Regions from separate parts of the Mus musculus genome. Here region 2 is linked to region 1. A link is a contact called in public HiChIP or PLAC-seq data. All regions are on one chromosome and are shown on one strand. Each heading gives the region's core, a stretch centred on a gene start, on an enhancer-like site or on the middle of the called end of the contact. The rest is flanking DNA. Distances are from core to core; before and after follow the strand shown.

The links. HiChIP or PLAC-seq counts read pairs in DNA pulled down with a chosen protein or histone mark.
Region 2: a contact with region 1 is called in a FOXA1 HiChIP or PLAC-seq map of pancreatic cancer cells. The contact joins the enhancer-like site here to the promoter of Pcyox1 in region 1. A contact is called at or near these places in 1 of 39 promoter capture datasets (the C10 cell line), 3 of 115 datasets of contacts at active chromatin or transcription factors (bone marrow-derived macrophages, effector CD8 T cells and pancreatic cancer cells) and 1 of 9 other capture datasets (adipose tissue).

Annotation. Positions count from the first base shown.
Region 1 is chr6:86,394,588-86,399,855 of GRCm38.p6, forward strand. It overlaps Pcyox1 (prenylcysteine oxidase 1), which reads right to left and starts at 2,563. Exons shown (of 6, transcript NM_025823.4): 1 at 2,386-2,563; 2 at 1,327-1,533. The coding sequence starts at 2,497.
Region 2 is chr6:86,767,737-86,773,124 of GRCm38.p6, forward strand. All of the region lies in intron 1 of Anxa4 (annexin A4), which reads right to left. Among named protein-coding and RNA genes, the nearest start is that of Anxa4, 23 kb to the right of the region's middle. Within about 2 kb of position 2,350, at least 23 of the 459 cell types and tissues checked have an H3K27ac peak or open chromatin away from gene starts, as enhancers often do. A contact at or near this core is called in pancreatic cancer cells, where this site is marked.

The DNA of each region.
Region 1 (5,268 bases), core at 1,313-3,812:
CAAAACAGAGGGAGGGGCTCCAGACACGGCTCTGTGGTTAAGGGCCCTTGCTGCTCTTATAGAGGACCTGGGTTCAGTTCCGAGTACCCATGTCAGGCGGCTCACAACCACCTGTAACTCTTGCATGGATATATCCCCCCACCACCACCCACCCACCCCCCCCCCACACACACAGATACATAATTTTAAAAATAAATAAATAAATCTTGAAATGATACAAAACAAGACAAAGCTAGAGGAAAGGTAGGCCAGTGATTTCTACACTGGTCCAATGAAAAGGGAATTTGGGAGACCTGTTAGGGACTTTCTGGACTGAGTGACTTAGGGGCCATTCCCAGGTCTCAGGAAACACATTAGAGTTCTATTTTTAGAACAGTGTGGACACAGGACTGACTGCTCGATCCACAAACTGACACAGCAGGAGATGGGTCAGAAAATCTCATACCTGTACCAAACTAAACCCACTAGTCTCAGTCATGGAGAAGAAAGCCTCTGCCAGGGCTGGGAAGGGCACCCGAGGAGTAAGAGAGGTCCCATCCTACGCAAGCCTCAACTTTGCAAAACTGGGAAACTCAGGTAAATGGGAAACGGCCAGAGTTACACAATATTCCCTAAGAGAAGGCTTGCACAGGCCTGCCAGCCTTCCCCGAACATGGCCCGCTCCTCTGCCGACAACGTGTCAGTCATGTGTCCCCGTGAGTACATGTCTGAACCCTGTCTGAACGACTTCAAGCCAAGTGTTGGAAGCCCATGGATCTCATTTTCTCAGCAGCAGAATGAGCTAAAAACACTCTGCTAGCTCAAAGCACTCTGATTTCTCAACCCAAAGCCTGAAGTTTAAGAACTGACAACAGGGGGCTGCAACATGGCTCAGCCCCAAATGGACTGCACCTGGGTTCAATTCCTGAGACCCACACAGTAGAAGAAAAAGAACTGACTGGATCAATTGTCCTCTGACCTCCATACACACCCTGTGGCACTCAGACCAACACCCCCACCCCACAGTTATACAAAATAAATAGCTAAAATATAACTTTTAAAAAAATTTTTTTTAATTTTTTTTTTAAAGAATTAACAGCAACAGCCACCCTCACTCAACCCCATGGCTGTAATTCCAGAGAGCTGATGCCACACAGATAGCTTAGAGTCTCATTACAGGAGAGTGGCTCGATGCTAAGCTGGGACCAACTGCTAAACCCCACAGCAAGAGAAACAGTTTCACCAACTTCTCTGTAGAAGACAAGGCAGAAACATCAGTTCTCTGTGTTAGGAAAACACATACGGCCAGTCACACATAGTGTTGCTTAGTGCTATGAAATCACATACCCAGCTCTTTGACAAATCGCTTCATGTGCAAATTTAGGGGGTGAATGACTGAACCCCCTGCCTCGTAGTCATGACCTTGCACCTTCAAAGTGGCCAAACGGCCCCCGACCTCTTCTCTCTCAAACACGTCAATCTTCACGTCCTTCCCAAATTTCTTCCTTAGATAATAGGCGGAGGAAGTACCACCGATTCCAGCACCGACTATTGCTATACGGAGGGGGGGAAAGGAAAAGAGGAACCGTTTGTTTCCCCTCCTATCAGTGTTGCTTTTGTTTTTGAAAAGCCATTAACCAATAATAGCCATTACTCAAGACTAAAACTAACAGCTTGGGGAAACCTGAGGGAAGGGGTTCTCTTTAAAGACAGACTCCCTGAACCTAGACAGGTGCTATAGATGAAGTTACAAACTGACAGTTGGTCAAAAGATGCCCAAAGGTTCTCCCAGGTCTTTGTGGAGGCACCACCGGACCCAGGGACCCTGCTGTGCCCAATTCCTGGGGAAGTATGAATGGGCCCCTCCAGCACGCATTTTAAATAAAGCAGACGCCATCTTCGCCCAGCTTTGTTCTTTGTCTCTCTATGGCCCCAACACCATTAACGATCCCGAAAGACACAGCTTCAGATGGGAATAGACACCCAGGAATGAAAACCCGAGGCAACCAAAGCCACGAAGAGACCGGGTTCTCCAGCTAGCTGCAGCAGTTGCAGTAAGCAGAGCGCAGGTGCGGGGAGGCGGTCCCAGTCCTTCTCGGGGGAGGGGATCTGGAGGTAGGGGAAGAGAGACTGGTCCCAGTGCAGAGTCTGCGTGCCCCAATCGGCCGGACAAACAGACTTAGCTCCAGGGACAGCTAGAGGCGGGCTCTTGAGGGCGTTCAGCTGCTAGAGCCGAGGGCCTCCCAGGCTGGAGCTGCACGGATACCGAGTCCCTGGCTAGCACACGCCTCCAGTGGCACTCCTCCAGACTCGGAGCGCACGGCCCGGTCTCCGGACCCCGATCTCCACCCAGCCCTGGGAAGACCGACCTAGGCATCGCCGCGCCTCTGTATCCCCCGCACCTACCGATCCTGTTCGGCGGGGCCCGGGGCTCGGCGCTCGCCAGACTGCCCAGACCACATAGCAGCAGCCCCAGCCAGAACAGTGAGCCCACCAATGCAGCGGCGAAGCGCCCCATGGCCTCCCGCAGCTGCAGACTGACCGCGGGTCCGCCAGCAGACCCTGCTCTATGCGTCTGCGCGCTTTCGCCCCGCCCAGACCACGCCCCAGAGCACACGACCACGCCCACTCGTCCCACCCAGGTCCTTTGCTCCCCAGGCTCGCCGATTTTGTGTTATCTAATCCTGGTCCTCTGTGCCCCCGAAGTACACTCTGGTCCCAGAAGCCCACATCCAAGGCGCAGGTTGAGGGCCACCTCAGCTCTCCTTTCCCGCCTCTCCTGAAGATGCATCCTTCTTCACAAGTGCCCTCTACAGTCCCCAAAATCGCGAGCTTGTAGAGAATGCACGTGGCCAATCTCAGTCTAAACCAGGCAAACCGGCCGCAAACATTTCTAAAGTGAGCACTTTGTTCCAGGGACTCAGCTGCGTGATAAGAAAAGGAAGAGAGATGGGGTATTGTGAAGTAAGAGGAGCAAAACACGGGACCCACGTCCATACGAATAAAATTAGAACACCAAAGTGGCCTCTCACATACGGTCTGTTTCCAAGTTGAAGACACTAGAGAAGACACAAAAACAAGAAATGCTGTCTACTTTCCTCCAATTGCCTAAAAACAAAACACTGAGTGTGTATGGGAGAGTGGGGGTGCTGGAGACATGGCTCAGTAGTTAAGAGCACTTCCTGCTATTTATTCCACCGGACCTTCCTCTGGCACACTTGTAAGCATAACAAAATTTTAAGCACTGGAGAAATGACTCAGTGGCTAAGAGTGCTACTGAGTTCTGTTTCTGAGGCTTACAACTGCCTGTGCCAGCAGTGCCAGGGGAACTGTCACCCTCCTCTGACCTTCCAGGGCACCAGAACACACACAAACACATAAATAAAAATAAACATACACACAAGGACAAAGGGATCCTCCCTTCTCTACCTGAGGGATGTGGGTTTATCACCAAAGGCAATTTTAGACATCTTAAGTAAAATTCCTAGGAAGCCATTAGTTTGGCCTGAGCTACTGGGCTGGATGGATGGACAGCATGCCAACTCAATGGGGAATCCCCATCGGAAGCTGCGTGCTACCAGAGGTGAAACTAAATTTTCTGGTTGACCTTCATAGGAAAGGGAGCTGGTGACATGCCTCTGTTAGCAGATCCGAGAACGATGTCCCCTATGCTTCAACCTTCCCAAAGAGCATAACTTCAAAACCAGTCAGCTCTTTGTTTCCAGCTTCTGCCTTCCTCTGCCCTGGGCAGTCTAAAGAGCCAGGCTTCTCCTCCAGATGTAGGAAGAGCTGTGCTATGTTATAGAACAAGGTGTTCTCACTTCTAGTCAGCTGAGACCTGTCAATATCTTGTAGTTTTGGTTTTTCCACAGATCTTTGTTTTTTCAAACAGAATCTCAAGTAACCCTTTCTACCTCTTGTGTGCTGGGATTTCACAAACTTTCACCAGTAAGAAATTCACATAACAAGCCTGACCCCGGAGCCTTTCTCCTGCCATATATTATTTGCCTTCTCTTGGTTTCCAGCCCTAAGAACTCAAACTCTTCTTTGCCACCTTATGCCTTGTCATGTCTCTAAAAACTGACTATCCTTTGAAGGCGACTTGTATCCTAAGCCAGCTTCTGGAGAGCTGTTCATTCCTTGGAGAAGCTCTCAATTTTCTGTCTGTTTTTCTCTTATTTACTGAGACAGAGCTCACTATGTAGCCTCGGCTGGGCTTTAACTCAAAGAGATCTGCCTGCCTCTTGTCTCCTGAGTGCCGAGATTAAAGGGCTATGCCACTGTTTGGGTTATTGTTCTCTTGTTGATGTGGTTTTGTTACAGGGGTCTGTCCTAAATAAGGAATCATAAAAATGAAGAAAATTATTTTTTTCCTCTCCCCTAAACTGATGTCATACTATAAGACACACACGCACGCACACATGCACGCACAGTGTGTACTCAGAATGAATTCTGAGGAGATGGTTCACTGGGTAAAATGCTAGGTTTGCAAGCATGAGAACCTGAGTTCAGATTCCCTAGAGCCCATGAAAAAGATCTGGATTCAGAAGCACGTGACTATAATCCCAAAGCAGAAAGACAGGATGGTCCCTAGGGCTTGCTGGCCAGGCAACCTAACCTAATTGGCAAGCTCCCAGTTTAGTGGGAGACTCTATCTCTAAGGTAAAAGCTGGCTAGTCAGGGCAGTGGTGGCTCATGCCTTTAGTCCCAGCACTTGGGAGACAGAGACAAGCAGATCTGAGTTTGAAAGTAACCTGGTCTCTTGGAACCCAGTCCAGGAATAGAATCTTGTGAGGAGAATTCTGAGTACAGGTGAGAACACTTCAAGAAAAACAAGACCTTGTGACCTCAGTTTCTTCAAAACATGGAATTGTTTCTGGAGTCTGTTTCCATGCTCCTCCCAGATATAGCAGATAGGAATGAGTTTATGTCAATTTTTCAGTATTGCTTGTTGTTGTTCAATTAAATATTTAAACTATCCTTTCCATGCCTCGATGGGAAAACCATGTTTTTGCCACATGTGGCTCTTCCTTGTGATCATTTACAGTTTAAATTCATGAGAACTTAACTCATGTGATTTCTTTCTTAATCCTCATATAAATTGTTGAAATTCCAAATAAAGTTGGCTATTGCATAAGACTTTAGTCTGCCTTGTTTATAAGCCCCAGTCTCCCAGGTTCTACCACGTCTATATTGGTGACACTGGTCTATAGAATGAGTTGTTCCAGGGCATCTAGTGGTACATAGAGGAGCCTCGTTTCAAAAAGCCAAAAGATACACACACACATG
Region 2 (5,388 bases), core at 1,100-3,599, 370 kb after region 1:
ATCCCCTGCTTTACTTTCTTCTGGTTTTAAGGAACCTGGTGCTGCAGAGTGGGCATCTGGTCGCCTTTGGTCTGTGCTCTGGGCTGGCTCCAGGATCATAAGCAAAGCCTCTCAGGTTCCATAGAGCTTGGACTATTGCTATTTTGTCTTTAACAGAGATGCTGTTATGATCTGGGTACCAGGAAGGAGCAGATCCCGATAGCATAGCCCAGACGCACCTCTGAGGAAAGGCCATCCAAGCTGAAGGAAGCACTCAGGCTGGCCTTGAACTAACACTCTCTCTCTCTCTCTCTCTCTCTCTCTATCTATATATATATATATATATATATATATATATATATATATATATACACACATATACACACACACACACACACACACACACATATATATATATACATACATAAATTTTTTTTTTCAAATTTACCCTCCTGGCTCTACTTCCTGAGTGCTGGGATTACTGGCCTGCAACACCACACATGCCCATGCCCCGTTTATCTGTTTATCGAGTACTGAGGGTTAAACTCCAGGCTGAGTGAATGCTGGGTGCATGTCCTACCCACTGAGCTACATGCCCAGCTCAGCTGAATGAAGATTCAATGCAGGGCACAGGCAGCTGCTCCAGTTCCAACAGAGACTCTTCCAAGTGGAGGGAACAGGTGTGCGAACACTCTGAGGCAGAAATGAACTAGTGTGGCCATAATAAGACACCCACACAAGGGAAGGGAGCAAGGGATCATGGGAACTTCTGTCCCTTCCCTTATGCCTGCCCTCTGTGCCTGCTTCTGAGGTTCATCTTTTATAAAGTGCTCATGATTCATTCAGCAAACTCTTGGCCTGAGTTCTGCAAGCCATTCCCACAGTCAAACACACGGGAGCTATGGGATCCCTTGGTTTATTGCCTGTGGGCCAGAAGTATTTCCTGGACTAGAAGGTGATACATGAACTGGGCAGTATTTTGGGATAGAGTCTTTAGCCCTTAACAGTATTGGAAGTGGGTTAAGGTATAGAGTTCCTATTTGGAGCCAAGAAAGAACTGAGGAATTGCTTGGGGTGGGAACCCCTACACACACACACACACACACACACACACACATCTAGAGGCTGACACTCAACTGCTGGGCTGAGTTCCCCTAACTGTGGGCTCTCAGAAACATTCTCAGAGCCCGGTCTCTCTAGCCTTCTCCCACCCTCTTGGCCCTTCCCAGCTTGAGATTCCCAAAGTCAGTCATGCAAACCTTCTAGACACCCCCCCCCCACACACACACACCAAAGCCCTTCTCCTTCCCACCGCCAAGTAAGCCATGGGGTCTGGAGTGTTGAGTCAACCTTTTCCTGTATTTCTGTGTAGGAAGCTCTCTTGCTTGTCTTATTTCAGAGTAAATCACGTGAGTGTCCTCACAGGTGGCTCTTGCACCACACTCCAGAGAAAGGAATGTGACACCCTCAGGTATGTGTCACAGGGTCAAGCCTTCTGCCCAGTTAGCTGTGTTTCTAAACACCCATCCATTCTCCATGGAACCTAAATAGAAAACCAGAACTTTCCTCAGGCCTGGTATGGCGGCATATAGCTTTAACCCTAATGCTTAGGCGGCAGAGGCAGGCATGACTGGGTTTGAAACCAACTTGGCCTACATAGTGAGTTCTAGGCCAGCCAGGGCTACACAGTGGGACTCTGTCTTTAGCAAAAGAAAAGAAAAGAAGAGACGAGGAAAGAAAAGGAAACCTCAGAGTCCTCAGAATTTTCGTTGGGGTTCAGGGTCTTCATTGATGAAGACTTGAATCTTGTATATAACTTTAATTAAATAAACGTGTTAAGCTTGTGTGTGTGTGTGTGTGTGTGTGTGTGTGTTAAACTTCTTGTTATAGGACTGTTGGCCGTACTAACATCCTTCTGCAGGGCATGACACCAGATATGAGGAATTCGAGGCCAGCCTGGGTTACATGAGATCTTGTTAAAATCAATCAATCAATCAAACAAACAAACAAAAGTGAGAGCTCTGAGGAGACACAAGACAAGCACAAGGGCTGAGCTCAGTCCCCAGAGCTCACACATAAAGAGGTGTTCACTGTAAGCTCAGCACTAGGGTGGCAGAGACAGGCAGATGCCTGCGCTTAATTGTTGGCGAGCCTATTCTACAAAGCCAACGAGAAAACCTGTCTCAAAAAAGGGGTACACCGTACCTGAGGAATAACACAAGAATTTGTCTTCTGGCCTCCACATGAATCACACACACACACACACACACACACACACACACACACACACACACACACACAGGGAGCTACTGAATTAAAGAATTAGACTATGAATCAGCTTTGGCTGTGACCACAGAGCCACCTCTGGGGAAAGGTTCTCTTGGATGGATGAAGCATTAAGGAGAACTCTGCTCCACAGACTTAACATGGAGGAGGGGGGCAGGGCCAAGAACCCGCTGACGCTGAGAACAAGTTCATCGTGTCAGTGGGCTGCAGAGAACCCACCGTGAGGCCTGATTACCTGGAGGGACACTTGTTCTCTCCATGTAAATACTAACAGAACACAGCAAAGAGCACAGCTACTACTCTGCAACTCACTGACAGCACGCACTAAGTCCTGGGTATGAAAGCCACATGAGCCTGGCTTCATTGTACCTGGGACAGTCACCCTCCCATATGCCAATCACCAAGCTGAGCCCCTGCTTCTAGGAGGACAAAAGAGACCACATGTCCCTTCTATTTAAACTCAGGGTTTTTAGCCCAGGCTGGCCTTAAACTCCATATGCAGTTTGGGATGGTTTTGAACTTCTGATGCTCCTGCCTCCTCTGACATGCTGGGATTACAGGCATGCACCACTGTGATTAATTTATGAGTCCTGGAGATTAAACCCAGAGTTTCATGAATGTTAGCCAAGCACTCACTCTACCAACTGAGCTATATCCCCAGCCTAGAAGCACATTTCTCAGAGATTATTTAACAATAAGGCGAGTGAGTGCTAGCAAGAAGGCTCAGCAGATGAAGGGGCTTGCTGCCAAGCCTCGAGACCTCGGTTTGATCCCTGGGACACATATGACCAAAGGGAAGAACGAATTCCCATGAGGTGGCTTCTGATCGCCACACTTACCGCACATGTGTGCCCATACACAAACACATCAAATGGTCAAAACAAACAAATAAATATGTAGTTAAAAGTAAAAAAAAAATAATAATAAGGTGAATGAAACAAGTATAGATGAAGGCAAAACCAAGTCACGAGCAGAGTCTCCTGCCACCCTCCCTGTTGCGTGCCACCCGAGGCATCCAGAAGTGCCTCCCTCCCTTCCAAAGAGTGATTCTGCCAGTTCAGCCCAGCTGCTGCTGCTACCACGTAAGTTAGGAAGAAACATCAAGTGAGGGGGCAGGGAAGAAGGACACCTTCCAAAAGGGGAGGACCTGAACTAGAAACCTTTTCCACTGCTTCTTCCTACTCCACAGGAAGTGGGGAGACTGCTAGAGCCACACCTCTGGAACCCTACCCTCAAGGAGTCAGGAATACTTTACTAAGATAGAAAACAAGGGCAGAGTCTCAGACATGCCTTTTAAGTCCATTTCATGGCTGTGGATAATGTGTGTGAAATTAGCCCACCAGCCTGCTTTCTAACAGTGTTAGGCTCCTAGCAAGGCCACTTTGGCTCTTGGGAATAACAAGGGGGAAGAAGAGCAGACAGTCAAGTTTGGTGCTTAACACTGACTGTCAGGATCTAGAGTCACCTTGGAGGCAAACGTCTGAGCACACCTGTGCGAGAGTTTCCAGGCTGCACTGAGTGAGGGGAGGATGCATCCTGACTGTGGACAGCTCTATCCCTTGGGCTGGGATCCTGGGCTGAGTGAAACGGAGACTGTGAGCTGAGTACCAGTGTTCATCTCTCTCTGCTTCCTGACTGCGGATTCTGAGTGACGCGCTGCCTCATGCTCCGGCTGCCTCACGCTCTGCCTGCCTTCCACTCGGCGATGGCCTGCTCTCAAGTTCTGGGCCAGAACTATCACATCTCCATAGGCATCTTCCCAACCCCAGAGGGTCCCACCTCCCAAAGCTTCACTACAAAGTCTCCTTGCCCAGTGGTGCTCAGTGTGTGCAACAGATGGCAATGGCATTCTCAGCTACTTACACGTCTTGGACCTTTCTCTCTGAGGGCCTGCCTAGGATTCCCTAAATTGAACTATATTTACAGTGACTCAAAATTAAATTGGAGTTTTAAAAACTTTGCTGTCAGAAAGAGGGTAAAATAACAAGCAATGGAACCCCAGGTTTTACTCTAAAATATTGCAAACACATTTCTGGGGGAGTCAAATGACCCCAATAGCATCAAGACTGTCCCAGATGAAAAGTGACAATAGGCGGTGACCCATCCTTTCAGAATCGCCTGAAACTCCAAGGGATGCACAGAGCCAGGTGTGGAGTGGCTTCCGCTTCCTAATCATGTGCAAATATCATGTGCATAAAGGGTGTGGCATAGGAGAGCTTTGAAGGTATAGTTTAAACCAGATGTGGTAGTGCACACCTGTAATTTCAGCACTTGGGTGGGTGAGGTGGAAGGATCTCCGAGGGTAGACTGGGCTACACATTGAGACTGTCTTAAAAAGAAAACATACTGTTTTAGAGCGACTGGGAGAATGTTTATATGAGACTGACATGAACTGCAGTATCAGGAAGGAAATTCAGCTGTCAGTGAGTCACCTGCTTCGTGAAAGATTACATACATCTACAAAAATAATTCACAACGGGGATTCACAAGGAAATATTGGGAGGTCATGGACACATCTCTCTCTTTTCCCAAGTTGCCATCTGGAAGGGTTAATGTGCACAACCCCACTAGTGGCCATACTGTGTCCCTGTCAATGCAGTGTCACTGCACTGAGCTGAATGCTGACTCGGGTGTCATATTTATCACGAGGGCAGAACTTCTGGTGAATACAGTATCTATGAGACCCCACCTTAACCCTGGGACCTCCACTCCGATTCCAGACACTGACCCACACCCCAGGACAGGCAACCTGAGTCGTTTTCGGGCATGGACTTCTTTGTACTCTGTTCTAACTCTGGAATATTCTTGAGTCTCTGGAGTCACATGTGAGTGACTCACTCTTCGCTGGAACACAGTTTCATTTTACATCCAGCAGGGACAGATTTAACTTCTGGTCCCTGGGGTTAGCGGAGGGTGTGGGTGGGCCACACCCAAGTAGGAAGGCTTTCGAAACTGCCAATGACATTGGAAAGTAACAGTGAGTGTCTACTCTTTTTCTTGGAACTTATGTCTTTCATAAGGCAAGTTTTGTTGGAGTGATGGGGTTTGAGTTGGGGACACAGTCATTTCCCAACCTTTCATCAAAGGCAGGATGTATAAGTTATGTAATGTGAATGTAAAAAC